3 separate regions of the Oryctolagus cuniculus genome follow, and all the other regions are linked to region 1. The links are chromatin contacts, called in public Hi-C and Micro-C maps. All regions are on one chromosome and are shown on one strand. Each heading gives the region's core, a stretch centred on a gene start, on an enhancer-like site or on the middle of the called end of the contact. The rest is flanking DNA. Distances are from core to core; before and after follow the strand shown.

Region 1 (4,987 bases), core at 1,765-4,264:
ACTTGAAATCCAGAATTAGAAAGAGACAGAGAGAGAAATCTTCCATCTACTAGTTCACTGTCCAAATGGCCACAATGACCAGGGCAGAGTCAAGCTGAAACCAGGAGACTGGAGCTTCTTCCAGGTCTCCCATGTGGGTACAGGGGCTCAGGCACTTGGGCCATCTTCCACTGCTTTTCTAGGCACAATAGTAGGAAGCTACGTTGAAAGTAGAGCAGCCAGGACCCAAACTCTTGCCCATATGAGATGCTGGGGCTTCAGGTGGAAGCTTAACCTGCTATCCCACAACACCAGCCCCAAAACAGAAATTTCTAGTACTTAAAATTGACATCTAGAGGATCCTTCTTCAGACTGAAATATTTTGACACTTTCCCTCTCTTCTTGCCCCTTCTCAGTTTTTTCACAAGTTTATTCTGGCTCCTGTGGGTCAGGTAGAGTTACAGAAACTCAGACCTCAGAAAGCAGTAACCACATCTGCCTGGTAAGGGTTGATGTGTTAGCATTTTGTCAAGTTCCTAGGCCTGACTGGTCCCATTTCTCCACTAGTGTACATAACTGAGAACTGTAATTTTTAAGTGAAGTCTGGCCTAAAGTCACTTCATTTAAAATGATATCAGGTCATCTGAACTTTGCATATATGATATTCAAATACTGGATTTCTTAATGGCTGTATTTTAGCCATTTGCAGGGGTGGGGAACATCCAGCCCATGGGCTATATAAGACCCATGAAATTATTTGGTCTGCCCCTGCTAAGGTGGAACTGAAAATTCAGTCATCTATAGCAGGTTAATTTTTAAGTGGGTAATTTTGTATGACCTACTAGTGATGTTATAAATATACAAATGACCCTTGGCAGAAAGGGGTCTCCTGCACTAAGGAGAGAAGGGGGGAAAGTAAAATTCACAGGATTATATAGGCTATCCAAGTTTCAGTAGTATCCTGGTTTTTGCTATTTAATGATCTATGGTGAACTAGTTTAAAAACTGTGCCCACTGCATAGGTGATGCGTATACCCTGCAGTAGTCTGAAGTAGTCATTGTGGACTCTAACCAAACCTAGAGCCACAGGAGGCTAACATTCAGAGGCTTTATTGGCCACCCAGGAGAACACTGGGTCCAGTACAATAGAGAAGCACAATCAAAGCTGGCCCCACCGGACTCCCCATGCTCTTGAGTCACTCCATATCCTGAAGACATGAGGTACCCCCAAGGAGTCTTTCAAGACTCTTTACAGCACAATACAAAACTCTCATGGGAGGGGAACAGGGAGGATTACTGAAAGGAATATAAGCCCTATAGTTAAACTGACCTGAATCTACCACCAATGAAGGAATTTAAGAATAACTGCTTCGTAAAATTGTAGATTACATGGAGCATATGTAAAAATATAAGACAATTAGAAATGCATATTTGATTGGAGAATTACCAGTTTGTGCCTACCAAATTGGCAAATATTTTTAATGATCATATCCGATATTAACAAAGGTGCAGGGAAATAGGTGCTCTTGTGCACTGGTGTTGGGAGTGTAAATTACCTGTAAGTCAACTTTGTAACTTTTCATAAACCCAAATTGATGATGGATGGGGAGACAGCATATAGGGGAATAAAAAGATGATTAATGGATGCATGATGCATGAATGTATTAGGTAGGAAGTCAGGTATGAGCTTATGTGTGTGTGACAAAGGCCTAAGGAGACATTTAAGTCCAGCATATGCATCTCAAAGTCATCCTGATAACGTTTCAGGGGCAGCCCTGTATTTGCATCCTGCCCTGCCCCTTCTACTGGATAACCTGCCAGGTGGGGCAGGACCCAAGCACTTGGGCCATCCTCCACTGCACTCCCAGGCCACAGCAGAGAGCTGGCCTGGAAGAGGGGCAACCGGGACAGAATCGGGCACCCCGACCAGGACTAGAACCCAGTGTGCTAGCGCCGCAAGGCGGAGGATTAGCCTATTGAGCCGCGGCGCCGACCCTCTTTCTTCTAAAGATTTATTTATTTATTTGAAAGTCAGAGTTACACAGAGAGAGAAGGAGAGGCAGAGAGAGAGAGAGAGAGATCTTTCATCCACTGGTTCACTCCCCACTTGGCTGCAATGGCCGGGGCTTCGCCAATCCGAAGCCAGGAGCCAGGATCTTCTTCTGGGTCTCCCACATGGGTGCAGGAGCCCAAGGACTTGGGCCATCTTCTGTTGCTTTCCCAGGTCATATCGGAGAGCTGGATAGGAGGTGGAGCAGCCATGACTCGAACCGGCACCCATATGGGATACCGGCACTGCAGACGGCAGCTTTACCCACTACGCCGCTGAACCAGCTCCTAGAGGTCTCTTTAAAGATTATGAGGAAACCATCCAGCTTTTAAAGGTCGTGATTTCTGTGACCTAACATCAGTTAACTTGCAACAAACATATATTATGTTCTTGGTTTTAATGCTTCTCTTTCCTGTTTGGACATTTCAAAGGACACAGTCATCACTGGAATGTGAGTGGATAGGGCAGCAGAAAAGATGAACAGAACTATACCCTGCCACCGTGAAAATGCCACCATAGAGAACACTGTTTCTCAGTATTCTCTGTACAGTGGAAAAAGTAAAGCCGTTTCTTTTTGTGAATTTTTAGATATCAGTTCAAGAAGTGACAGTTCAGCTCATTGTCACCCAGCAGGTGGCGCTGTGAAATAGAAGGATATGACAGTGCAGGGAGCTGCTTTTCTGCTCCACAAACCCAGTTATAACATTAGCAAATAGCCACATGATTTGGGCACTTAATAATATATCAGTTGACACCCTTGAAAGTTTCCTAAAGGTCCAGTGCCTCAACCAAGTTTTGTTCCATTTAGTTTCACATCTTCTGTGAAGCTCCTTCTTCCTTTAAGATCAGCTGTGCAAGTGTTCACAGGGTGCACATTGGCAGAATGCACTTCTAGCATTAGTGGAATCACTGAGCACCTTTTAAAAAGTGCACTTCTGCTTCTGCACCTGGATGTTAAAATGGATCCTTTCTTCCATTTGCTCGGAAGGCCATACCCTCCTCATCCAAGTGTAGACATTTTTACTGCCTTTTCTTGGGGAAGGATCCATTAACTACTTGAATGCATTACCTAATTTGTGCAGCAGCCTCAACTGATCCAGCCATTAGTTGCCCAGCTAATGCCCCACTCCTCTGCCCTGGGCAAGCATGTGTGGGAGAGAAAGGGAGGAAACAACCTGTTGTATGTTGCAGAAATTTCTTTGGGGAAAGACACTTTCCTCTTTTCTGGTAGTGGTGTTTTAGAGTTCTGACACAGCAGCACGTTGAATCTGTGTCACATTCTGAAGACTGGTGGGGGTTCCTTCAGGCAGCAGTCTCCTGGGGCACCAGAGAGTTTGTGCTCATAAGAACATTCACTGCTTTTTCAGACATTAATAGTTTCCTGGCATTGCCTATCAGGAAATGTCGTCATGGTCTGGAGGAACCAATAAAAATACAACTAACCTGTTTTGACAGATCTCTTTTCTGCCAGAAATTTTGGAATTTGGCATAGAAACGGGGGCAGAGTGGAGAGCCCATCCATTTGTGAAGACGTAAGCAGAAATAGTGGATTTGCCGTAAGAGAGGGAGTTGCTGTTTGCCCTGGACATGAGATACAAACTCGAAAGCTGTCCAGCTCATTTTGACAGACTTAAGTAAAAAATCTGGTGTGACAGGGCAGCTCAGGTCTATTGTACTTTGGGAGACTTTTTTCTCATTTTTTTCTTCTCATTTCACACATAATTCTTAACTCTTTTGATCCTCATAATTCATGACTCATTTGATCCTCAAAGAGAAAACTCACACATTAAAAATTAACAGCATTTGATTATGGATACACACATGGCAGTGCCATAATGTATACAGAAAAAAAGACCATGGGTTTGGATAATTATTACCAAATGGCTGACACTAAATGCTTTTGCTCTTGCGTATTATGACCAGAGCACAGATCTGAGTCCCATTAATGTGAGAAACAATGAATGTTGCTCTTAGAATGGTCATTGCAATTAGATTTGGTTATGGGAGGTGGTCTTCAATTGTTCTTCCTCACTAGTTTTTAGGGGGAGTTGATCACCTTAATACTGTAAGAATGTGATCAGAATGAACTGATAAGACACATCTGAAATAATTGTTTGGCCTCTCCTAACCAATGGAATAAAAATGTTTTTTCACATTAGTGTTGCTTTTGAGTACTCTGCTGTTTCTTAGGACTAGAGCTTTAAATAATGTTTCTTACTGGTCCAACCAGTTTAAGCTTTAGCCTAAGTACACTGAAACCTAAGTACATTTTTAAAGTTCACAGATTAATCTTATGCTCCTTTAAAAGAATGTATGAGGTTATAATAAGATGCTGCCGCAACCCATCAAAAATTGCCCATGAGTGAAGAATTAATATCACTAATAGTGTGGTTTTCACCATGTATGATTTTACTTATTATGCTCTCTTCTATATAATTCCTTTTTTTGTTCTGCTCTGTTACTCAGTTATATAGATTTTAAAAAATTGTACAAAAGAAAAGGATTTCTTTTGTTAGTTTTAAGAGCAGCTACTCATTTGGGGGAGGGGAGACAGGGTGTATTAGCATTTCCTAATTTCCCTTATATAGTGGGTCCCTATAGTTGTGCCATTTCAGACATATCACAATATACGCTGATGACAAGGAGAAAAATAATGGCTTTATCCTGATTTTCTTTCACCCACTCCATCTCTTAAGAGCCTGCATTTGCTGGGTATCGCAGAGAAACATAGAGATCAAGAGGAAAGGAAAAGAATTTCCCTGGGTAGAACTGCCTCATTAATACTTGGTTTCCTGCTCAAAATGTCACCTCACATCTTGCTGTAGCCTGGCAGTTGAGGCAGGGCAATCAGAGAGAGGACTTCCTCTCCTGAGCCTGCCTGAGCTTCAAAGCATTCACTGAAACTCCCGTGGAAGAGAGGATAGAGGAAGTTCTTAAAAACCTAAGGGCATAAGTCTT
Region 2 (4,987 bases), core at 1,835-4,334, 250 kb before region 1:
AAGTGATGGACTGATCAAGTGTGCTGATAATATGACCATAGAATTAGTAATAGCCTGTCCAAGATAGGTTTCCGTGATAAACTTTGTCAAGATTTACATTGGTTAGCCAATTTAGTGTAAAAAAATCTTTGTTGGAATCTTAAATTGTAGATTTACTTTCTTAATTGTATATTCCTGGGCCTCTCCCTTAGATATTGTAATTCATTTGTCTGTGGATATGCCCTGAGATCCACATTTTTAACATATACTCAAGGTAATTTATTCTAATGTAGGTGGTTAGCCCCACACTTTGAGGAACTAATTGCGTAGCTGAACCTTTTTTAGACATGAGCTTTAAGATTTCTTTTATGTGGGACTCTGGCCCAGTAGATAGTCCAGCACTGTGATAGGCCAGGGCATTAGGGGCCAGTGGTGACCTTGAAGAATGCTCATCAGAATCATCTGTGGGGCTTTTAAAATCTGGGCAAAGGCCCAGATGCTGAACTTGGATTTAAGATTGTCTAGGAGTGGAATTATGGGCATATGAATTTTTAGTGAGCACCACAGTTTATTAAATCTGTTCAGCAAACCAATTCACAAAGAATACAGTATAGGTGAGCTTATTTCTTTTAAGCAACAGTGATATGTGTTGGAAAAGAAAATGTGACTTGGGATGGTGGACATTTATAGGAGCTGACTGCCCAATAGTTAGTGAGTTTCTGTTTTTGTACTGTTCATGCTGTAAGCTTTGTGCTTTTCTTGGTAATTCTGATTTAGCTACATAGCTTTAACCTCTAGATGGCAGCAAAGGCTGGTTACTTTATTAGGACAACTCTAAATGTTATTTCCAAAAAATAAAAAAGATGCTGTTTTTTTTTATCGTATGAATTTTATACTTGGACATTTTTCAATAAATGAGGTATGCAGCTTTAAAATGTGTCATGTCTTGGATCATTTTTATAGAGCATCATGTCAAAGAGCTCCAAGTAAGTTTGTTTTATCCAAATTTGGAGTATATATTGCAGGAGGAATCCATGCATATGGCTCTTTTAAGACCACACAGCAAATGCTCTACTCCAAGTAGGAATCTCTGGGTTTCATCAGAAAGCAGATGTTTTGAAGGAGATTAAATAAATTGGAAAGCTCATTCATAAAAGAAAAAGACTTTTTTAAAAAAATGCTCAATTCAACTTAACAAGGAAGTTGAGATTTGGAATGGATTACAAGTATGAGGGATGCTGAGGCAGAGGCAATGGTTCTATCAAGGGAGCAGTAGGAGGAAAAGAAATCTATCTGTGGAATGTATTCATTAAATTCTAAGTGTTGGCTTATTTTGTCCCTAAGTTCTAAAAAGAAACCTAGCAATCTGCAAGATTCCCTGGTTGCTGTGAGTCACTGGATGACAGGGAGCCTTAGTGGCCAAAAGAAGTTTAGATGACATGTTTTCTTTTTTTCATTCATTCATTCATTCATTCTTTTTTTTTTTTTTTAGAAAACTTTTATTTAATAAATATAAATTTCGGAAGTACAACTTTTGGATTATAGTGGTTTTTTCTCCCCATAACCACCCTCCCACCCGCAAACCATCCCATCTCCTACTCCCTCTCCCATCCCATTCTTCATTAAGATTCATTTTTCATTATCTTTATATATAGAAGATCAGCTTAGTATATGCTAAGTAAAGATTTCAACAGATTGCACCCAAGGTGACGTGTTTTCAGTTGTAGTCAAAGTCGCAGTTCTCTCAACCAGTTTCTACATGACCCTTGTGTTCTTTCACATTATCATGGAAGGCTGAAGTTTGGAAATATACCAGAGCAAAACCAGCATTTATGAAAAAGCTATCAAATCCTAATTTGACAGCTGGAGTCAGGATGTTTCCTTTCTCAAAATGAATTTTGTGAGTACTTTGAACTTTCTGAAGCTGTGTTGTCAACATACTGTGTCCCTTCAGGAATGATCCTGACCCCTGGGACTGCAGGGCCCCTCATCACACCTTGACCTCTAAGGATTGAAAGGTTCAAGACTCCCAAGGACCTGGGTTATTTTGATTTGTGGTAATTGAGGACAAGTCGGGGAAAGACTAGATTCAGGGCTTCTGGACTTCCAAAGGGTCCCAGCTGTGGAATGCTTGGTCAAGGCCATGTTATCAGAATGACAGTGTTTTTGTATTTTTGTTTTTATCTCAGTGTTCAGTGGGAAAGTACATAAGTAATGATGATGGATATGGTGGTGAAAAGGAGGAAATGCTAAACTGGAGAAAAATTGCTTCAAAAAATTACTGCTTTATCTTCTTTTGTCTTTTATATTTTTTGGCAAATCACAGCTAATTTGTGTTGGGGAGGGGGAATGGAAATAACAGATAATGAATATGGCAAATAGCCCAAAGTTTCTTATGCTGCTTTGGCTTTTTTCCCTTGATTTTCTCAGGATTTCTTCATTATGTAATAAAACCTTATCACTAAAAGCTTTAGTTTTACACTGCAAGGGATACTATAATTTGATTAGCTACCTTTAGTTTTAAATAGTGTTTCACTGCTATGTTTTATATCACAGAGTTGTCCAGTTTCTGAGGTGAAAGTTCTATAACGTATTGTGGTTTGTGGTCACACCTAGTCACCTCTCCATCTGCCTTTCTGTGGTAACTACATAATGGACAGTGGGGGCAAGCCAAGAATAAACACTGAATTATAGTTTTTAGAATCCTTCCTAACTCCGTGGTTTTCATTTGTGCCAGACATAGAGCATCACATGTAGAAATACTTTGTTAACTTAAAATATATGAACCTGATTGTTGTCTAACTTGTTTATCTTCTTTCTTTCATTCGTCTGTGAGGGTTTTCTTTCATCTCAGCTTTTTTTTTTTTCTTTTCTTTCCTGTACTGATACCCTTTCTCCCCCGCTCTCCCTTCTTTTTCTTTCATTTGGACCCATTCAATTTTTTCACTTCTTCTCAGTCTTACATCTTAGAACAACTGTACATTTCTTCCCAGTACTTGAACAATGTGCAGTGATTTTACCATTATTGCAGCAGGAATTGGACTGCTAGGGGAAAGGAAATCCTGCCCCTCTCCTTCAGTGACCTGGCTGACCCCTTAGCCATTGTGTCTGGACTGAGCAGACAGATTACATAAACCTTGTACTCTGTGGAAGAATTTGCCACTTTCTGGCACAGGGGAATTGCAGTAAGGGCAGGATGGCCCCCCTTTCCCACCAAGTGAATTTCCTTCCTCATTGGCAATCTGAGAAAAACCTGGAATAGGGCCGTAGTTGATAGGTTTGTCTCTGAAAAAGTATTAATAATTGTCCATTGTTCTTCATAGTCTTCTCATTACCCTTCTTAGGAGCCAAAAGCAGCAGCCTCAAAAGCACTTACATTTTCCAAGGTTGCTGTAATAAATTTGTATTATTATAACCAGAAAAAAAAGTTTTATGTAGAATAAATGGGCTGCTTACACATGTTACTATAAGAGATGTTGTACATTGCAGTGTGATCCCTACCACTGACTCCCTGCTTATTGCCCTGAAGGAATGGTTTACCTCTTAGGCTAAAGACTCTTTGAAGTTCTGCAGTTTTTAATTAGCTCCTCTTTCTAAAATTTTCTGTGGTTTAAAAAGTGACTGATACAGGTGTATTCAGGCAGGAACAACAGAACAGATAAGAAATAACTTTCATTTATTTTTTTAAAAAGAAGAAATAAACCTAGCTGATTTGTTAATACCGAAGGATATTACTGTATTCTTGAAGAATTTGTGTTGTTTAAAAAGTAACTGTGGGGCCCGTGCTGTGGCATAGTAAGTTAAGTCTCTGCCTGTGGTGCCAGTTTGTGTCCAGGCTGCTCTTTGAATCCATAGCGGCCTGGGAAGGCAGCAGCAGATCGCCCAAATACTTGGGCCGCTGCACCCATGTAGGAGACCTGGAGGAAGCTCCTGGCTCCTGTCATTGGGTCAGCCCAGCTCTGGCCGTTGCAGCCATTTGGGGAGTAAACCAACGGATGGAAGATCTCTCTCTCTCTCTCTCTCTCTCTCTCTCCCTCTGTCTGTAACTCTGCCTCTCAAATAAATAAATAATTTTTTAAAAATAACTGTATTGAAGAAGGTTGTTATGTTTTATGGTAGTTCATTTTTTTTTTTTTTTCTTACTTGAGAGATGGAGAGACCAAGAGCTCCCATCTACTGGTTCACTCTGCAAATGGCTGCAACAGCTGGATCTTGGGCTGGAGCTGGGAGGTACTTACTCAATTCAGTTCTTTCAAACACTTGAGCCATCACTGCTGCCTCCTAGAGTGTGTGCATTAACAGGAAGGTAGAGTTGGGAGCCAGAGCTGAGACTCAAACCCAAGTATTCCAGTATGAGACACAGGAATCTTAACTGTCAGGCCAAACACCTGCTAGAAATGGGTTTTGTGTTTCTTTAATTATTAAGAGGAGAGACATGGGACCAAATTGGAGACATTTTTTTGTAATGACAGTTTTTATGTGGGATGTTCCTGGGTTTGCAGTTATTGTAGTCCTGAATTGGAAGTAGAATTTAGAGAAAGATTGACAAAGGTGAGGCCTAACACTTCTCCTGTGAGCTGGGAAAAAACACAACAATTATTTAAAAGAAAAATGATCTTGGGAACATCAGTCTTTCCTTACTAGTAATAGTGATACTTGAGAAATAGAAATCTTAAATTAGGATCCTCCATCTAGCAATTTTTTTTAGGTTTCTGCAATGGCAGAAGTAACACCAAATATGGGTCTAAATGTGTGGTACTTTCTGAAAGGTGACTAGACCTGGATCTCTTGGTTGTCTTTTCTGGAAGGTCTTTGATCATTATCAGGACTAACAAGGTAGCCACCTCCTTACTTACTAAGCTTTGATGTGAATGATTGTGATGCTACTTTCCTAGATCATTTTCATTCACTTCTGATATTTTTCTCTTCAGTCTCCCCTGAGGCTGGTCAGGTACTTGTGCCCCTTGCTTATAGAATCCTGCCTGAAGATGGAGTTGGGCACTGACCA
Region 3 (4,987 bases), core at 688-3,187, 230 kb after region 1:
AGCGCAAGGGTCTTGTGTTACTGCAGAGGAAGCATGTCCATGAAGCTCATTCTGATCCTGTTAAGGGTAACAGAAGTCAGAAATTTCAACTTCACCTTTACATAATGAAGAACTGCTTGAAAATGTCAAATGATAAGTTTTTAATGGAATTTCATCACAGACTGCAAAGCAGTCACTAATTTAATTACATTCAAGATGAATAACTGAGGAGTAGAATTACTTTAACCAGTGAACAATTTCTTGTCTCATCACTGACTGAATGGTTTTTAAAGCCATTTTAGTGAGGGCTTTTGCTGTGGCATAGTAGGTTAAGCCTCCACCTACAGCACCAGCATCCCATATGGGTGGCAGTTCATGTCCCAGCTGCTCCAATTCTGATCCAGCTGTGGCCTTGGAAAGCTTCAGAAGATGGTCCAAGTGCTTGGGGCCCTGCACCCATGTGGGAGACCTGGAAGCTCCTTGGTCCTGGCTTCGGATAGGCCCAGCTCTGACCATTGTGGCCATTTGGGGAGTGAACCAGCAAATGGATCACTCTCTATCTCTCTCTCACTCTCTGTAACTCTACCTCTCAAATAAATAAGATCTTAAAAAAAGAATTTTAGTAAAGCCTCTGAAAACTCTCTGGCAACAACTGAGGGGATCCAGCAGAGGTCCTGCATATTAGGATGGTAATCTGACTTAGATTCATACTTTTATTCTTTCTGATAGCAGGCAGCAAAAGCCTCATTGGTGTTAAAAGAAATTTTCCCCAATGAAGCGCTGAATATCACATAGAAATCCTGGGCTTGGATCTAGGTGCAGTAACATGCAGCTTTATCAGTGTATTATCTGCCCTTTGGGAAAAGAGAACATGTTTTTGGTTGTAAATGAGATAGCTATTACTTTAATACAATAGTTTTTAAAATTATGAAACATATTATATTCTATAAAGAATAATGGATGCCCAAGTAGCTACTTCTCAGCTCTCAAGAAATCAAATATTAAAATTTTAATTGAGGCGTTCCTCCTTTCTCCCACGGTAACTACCATTCCAATTTTTCTATACATTACCCCCTTGCATTTTTTAGCACATACCTACCTATTCATAAAATATTATCTTGCCTGTTTTTAACACCAAATTTAAATGACATCATACCTTACCTATCCATTGCCAATGTTTTGCTCATCTAATATTTTTCAGATTTATCTATGTTGTTGCATGTAGTTCTACTTCATCGGTGGTGTTGCCTAGGCTTGCAAAAGCATTTCTGTGGGTCCATCCACCTGAGCATGTACCCACTCAAAGCCCTCAGGTGGCAGAGGGAAGCCCAGGGGTCTGTGTCCGAAGGGTACTGGTGGTGTGGAGAGAGCGTGGATACAGGGGCTGACTCTGAACGCGTCCATGCTCGCGGGGTGCAAAAGCAAAGGATCTTGACAGCTTTCCCTGTAATGAATTCCAGTTCTGGAATTCTAAATTTGAATTTGACCTTCCATGCTGTTAGGAAGTTCTATTTAAGATAGGAGGCTAAAACATATTTCCTTTACTCAGCTTGATTTATAACTCAAATATGCAGAAATGAAGTACGCCGGCCTCCATGCATATTACTGAATGGGCTCCATAAATAGACTTCCCACGCTTTCCTCAAATCTAGCTGTTACAGGAGATCAACAGAAACGTTACTCTCTTCCTACGTCCACATTCCCTGCATGAATTTCCCTCCGCCCTCTTCTCTCCACTGACGGTCCTAACTTTAAGTTCGACGTCAAATTGGAACACAGATGCTAACCCGCCGCCAAAAACCAACGCTCCAGACTCTTGTGGCCTTCTACCGGGATGCACTTCCCCACATACCCGCCCACTCCGTCCGGCCCGGGGACTCCGCGGCATCATGGGATATGTAGTCTTTGGTGGGGCAACTTCCTTTATTAAGTCTCCTCCCCCAAGCGTCCCACGCTGCCTTTCGCCTTCGGGACGCCGTGACGTTAAGTTTGTACCCTCCCTGCTCCCTCCTCCTTTCTTTCCCGTTGGAGCAGCTCAGTCCGGGACTTCGGAAGACCTTTTACGACACTGGGTGTCAAGAGTCTGTCTCGGCGCCGGTTCCACTTTTCGGCAAAGTGACGTGGACGTCAACAGCAATGGCGGAAGGAGAAGAAGTCCTGGCACTACCAACGTCAAGTGGCGACGGCTGGTGAGTGAAAGCCGGGGGCTAATGCCCACTGGCCCTTTATTCTTCCTTCTCACTCTCCTGCCCGTCCCTGAGACACCAGCTGGCGCCGACGTTTAAAGAGAAAAGCCATCGTCGGCCAAGTCCGGTGCTCTGCCCCGCCCCCTCTGCCTGCCGGGTCCCCTCCGTCAGGTCCTGCCAAGGGGCTGGAGCAGGACTGGAAGAGCGAAGGGTGTCGTCCAGGTGCTAGGCCTGTCACTTCGTCCTCCGGTCTCCAGATTTTGCTAGAGAGGGTGGTTCTAGGGCTGGGTTGGCCAGAGGTTGGTAGGGGAGTTGCAGGAGGCTGTTTAAGCAGGAAGTTTTTTTGGATGTAGATCTGAGGCACTAGAATACCATTTGAAGAAGAGATGCTTTGAAATTATCAGCACGACCTTTGCCTGAGGGTTCAGAGGTTGAAAGACACACCCCGAGTGGATCCTTTCCACGTAATTGAGCTATTTTTTTCCTTTTTTTAAAAAAAATCTCGTTTCGATCCCAACAGTTTCCACGTTCGTCTCTTTCACAGAAGTTGTATTTTCCTACCTCCTCTTCTCACAGGTCGATTTCTAAGCTTAGGATGCAGTGTGGGACTTCGCTCTTGTGATCCCAAGCCTTGGCATGCATACCTGATTTGTTTTGAGGTAGTGGGGAGGACAACTTTACTCACCCAGTAATCTCGGAGAAGCGCTCCTACTTTTGAAATAGTTCATCTTCACAGTACACCATTAGGAATAATAAACATCCTATGTTTTTAAAAAGGAAGTTTCGAGGCTTGTCTAGTTTTTGTAGCTGATGTAAGTGTATTAGTTTGGGACTTGCTTGTGTATTATATAGGTGTACAGCTCACTGGCACTCTACTTACCTAAAAATAATACAAGACACTCTTAGTCTTCAACTTTTGTCTTTTGGGGAAGGGAATGGAAATCATTGAAGAATTATGTAGTAATTGAAAAATTCAACTTTTGTTTAGAGACATCAAATGTTATCTTAGTGCATGTACTCTGCAGAGTTAGGAGGAGAACTTATGATGACCTAGATGTTATTTTTTCTATTTACCTATAGAGTTAAGGAACGTAGTTACAAGGTAAAAATTAATCTTATTCTGTTGGAGTGTGACTTTAAGGGGGTTATGGCAGAAACCACTTCTAGCTGGAGTCGTTGGGGAAGGCATCGTGAAAGCATTGATGCTTGAAATAGGCCTTGAGGAATGAATAGGACTTGGATCTATGCTGGCTAAAAGAAGGGAGCCACGTGTGTAATTTAATTTTTTTAGTAGTCACAGTAAAGACTCCAAAGAGGATGTTAAAAATAATTTTAATGATCTATTTTATTGAATTTATCCAACCCATTATTTTGGCATTTATTCACTGTTTTTAAAACAATTAGATAATTTTGAATCTTTTTTGTACAAAGTTTTCAAAATCTGATGTACATTTTACATTGACCTTACATCTCAGTTTGGTGTAGCCATATTTCAGATGTTGAGTATCCACCTTCAGCTGAGGGCTAACATATTAGTGCAAAGATGGGAAAGACCTCAGCATGGAGTGATGGGACAAGCAAGAAAACTAGTGATTTGTTTGGAGAGTAACTACAGCTAGCAGAAGAGAAGCTGCAGAAAAATACATCTGGAAAAACAATGGAAAGCTTTTCAACCAGTTATAGGAACCTTTAAAAGAAATCCATGATGTAGACATTGCAAAACTTTTCAGAAAGTGACCCAGCTGTTTGTAACTTGAAGCGTGCTATTTTGGGTGAGTAAGTTGTTGTATCATAAACTGGCTGCAATCAGCTGGCTGAGGGCCCTGAGGGGAAATGTTTCTAGAATTAAAGTATCTTTGGGGAGTTCTTAAGTTAGGAGGATTATGAACAAGAGTATGGTTCACAGGGGCAGAGTGAATGGTTACTGGAAGGTAGCTTTTGTTTCCTTTTAGGGTTCCTATGTCTTTGATATGGCTTCTCATTTTCGTTCATGTCTTATTTTTATAAATAGAGGAACCTTGAGGTATTCTGCTGTGATTTCTGTTCTTCCTCTGTTCTTTTCTAATCTTGCTCTCAGCCTCATTCACTTCACCAGTTCCCTAGAAGTGAGTTTGAATAGAGTCAACAAAGACCTTGGGGTTGAGAGTCATAGGTTCCGTAAATCCTGTTCTCTTAGACCACTTGGTGAATGGATGGTTATAGAATGGGGACTCTTTACTCTTTTTATGAGCGATTAGGCAGTTGAACTTGTTAAAATTATATATCTACCTCCCATCCCCCCCCTTTTTTTTTGAGAGGTGGAGAAACTGCTGGAGCTCCCATCTGCTGGTTCACTCCTCAGCTGCCTGCAATGACTAGAGTTGAGCCAGCACAAAACTGGGAACAAGGAACTCATCTAGGTCTCCCACATGGGCAGCAGGGACAGGGACCTCCTAGAGTCTGCATTAGCAGGAAGCTGGAATTGGGTACCAAAACCAGGACCAGACCTAGGCATAGTATAGTCCCATATGGACTAGAACCAGCATCCATAGGAGATGCCGGTGCTTCAGGCAAGGGCTTTAACCCGCTGCGCCACAGCGCCAGCCCCCCACTTCTAAGATTTTTAAAAAAGATTTTATTTATTTATTTGAGAGGCAGAGTTACAGATAAATGGAAAGAAAGAGATAAAGATTTATTGTCTGGTTCAGTCCCCAAATGGCTGCAACAGCCAGAGCTGGACTGAATTGAGCCAGGAGCTTCTTCTGGGTCTCCCACATGGATATAGGGGCCCAAGCACTTGGGCCACCTTCCACTGCTTTCCCAGGCCATAAGCATAGATCTGT

The links. Hi-C and Micro-C count contacts between places; a contact is called where the count stands out from the background.
Region 2: a contact with region 1 is called in a Hi-C map of an unstated tissue, with 5 times the contacts expected there. The contact joins two enhancer-like sites. A contact is called at or near these places in 3 of 6 Hi-C or Micro-C datasets (ear pinna, liver and an unstated tissue).
Region 3: a Micro-C map of ear pinna shows a contact between it and region 1, with 5 times the contacts expected there. The contact joins the promoter of TBC1D23 here to the enhancer-like site in region 1. A contact is called at or near these places in 4 of 6 Hi-C or Micro-C datasets (ear pinna, psoas muscle, skin fibroblasts and 1 more).

Annotation. Positions count from the first base shown.
Region 1 is chr4:54,556,572-54,561,558 of mOryCun1.1, forward strand. All of the region lies in intron 1 of CMSS1 (cms1 ribosomal small subunit homolog), which reads left to right. The region is part of intron 1 of FILIP1L (filamin A interacting protein 1 like); the gene reads right to left. Among named protein-coding and RNA genes, the nearest start is that of FILIP1L, 46 kb to the right of the region's middle. Within about 2 kb of position 3,015, at least 3 of the 8 cell types and tissues checked have an H3K27ac peak or open chromatin away from gene starts, as enhancers often do. A contact at or near this core is called in ear pinna, where this site is marked.
Region 2 is chr4:54,311,142-54,316,128 of mOryCun1.1, forward strand. The region is part of intron 1 of CMSS1 (cms1 ribosomal small subunit homolog); the gene reads left to right. All of the region lies in intron 5 of FILIP1L (filamin A interacting protein 1 like), which reads right to left. Among named protein-coding and RNA genes, the nearest start is that of CMSS1, 22 kb to the left of the region's middle. Within about 2 kb of position 3,085, at least 1 of the 8 cell types and tissues checked has an H3K27ac peak or open chromatin away from gene starts, as enhancers often do.
Region 3 is chr4:54,787,354-54,792,340 of mOryCun1.1, forward strand. TBC1D23 (TBC1 domain family member 23) reads left to right here and starts at 1,938. Exons shown (of 19, transcript XM_070071986.1): 1 at 1,938-2,168. The coding sequence starts at 2,116.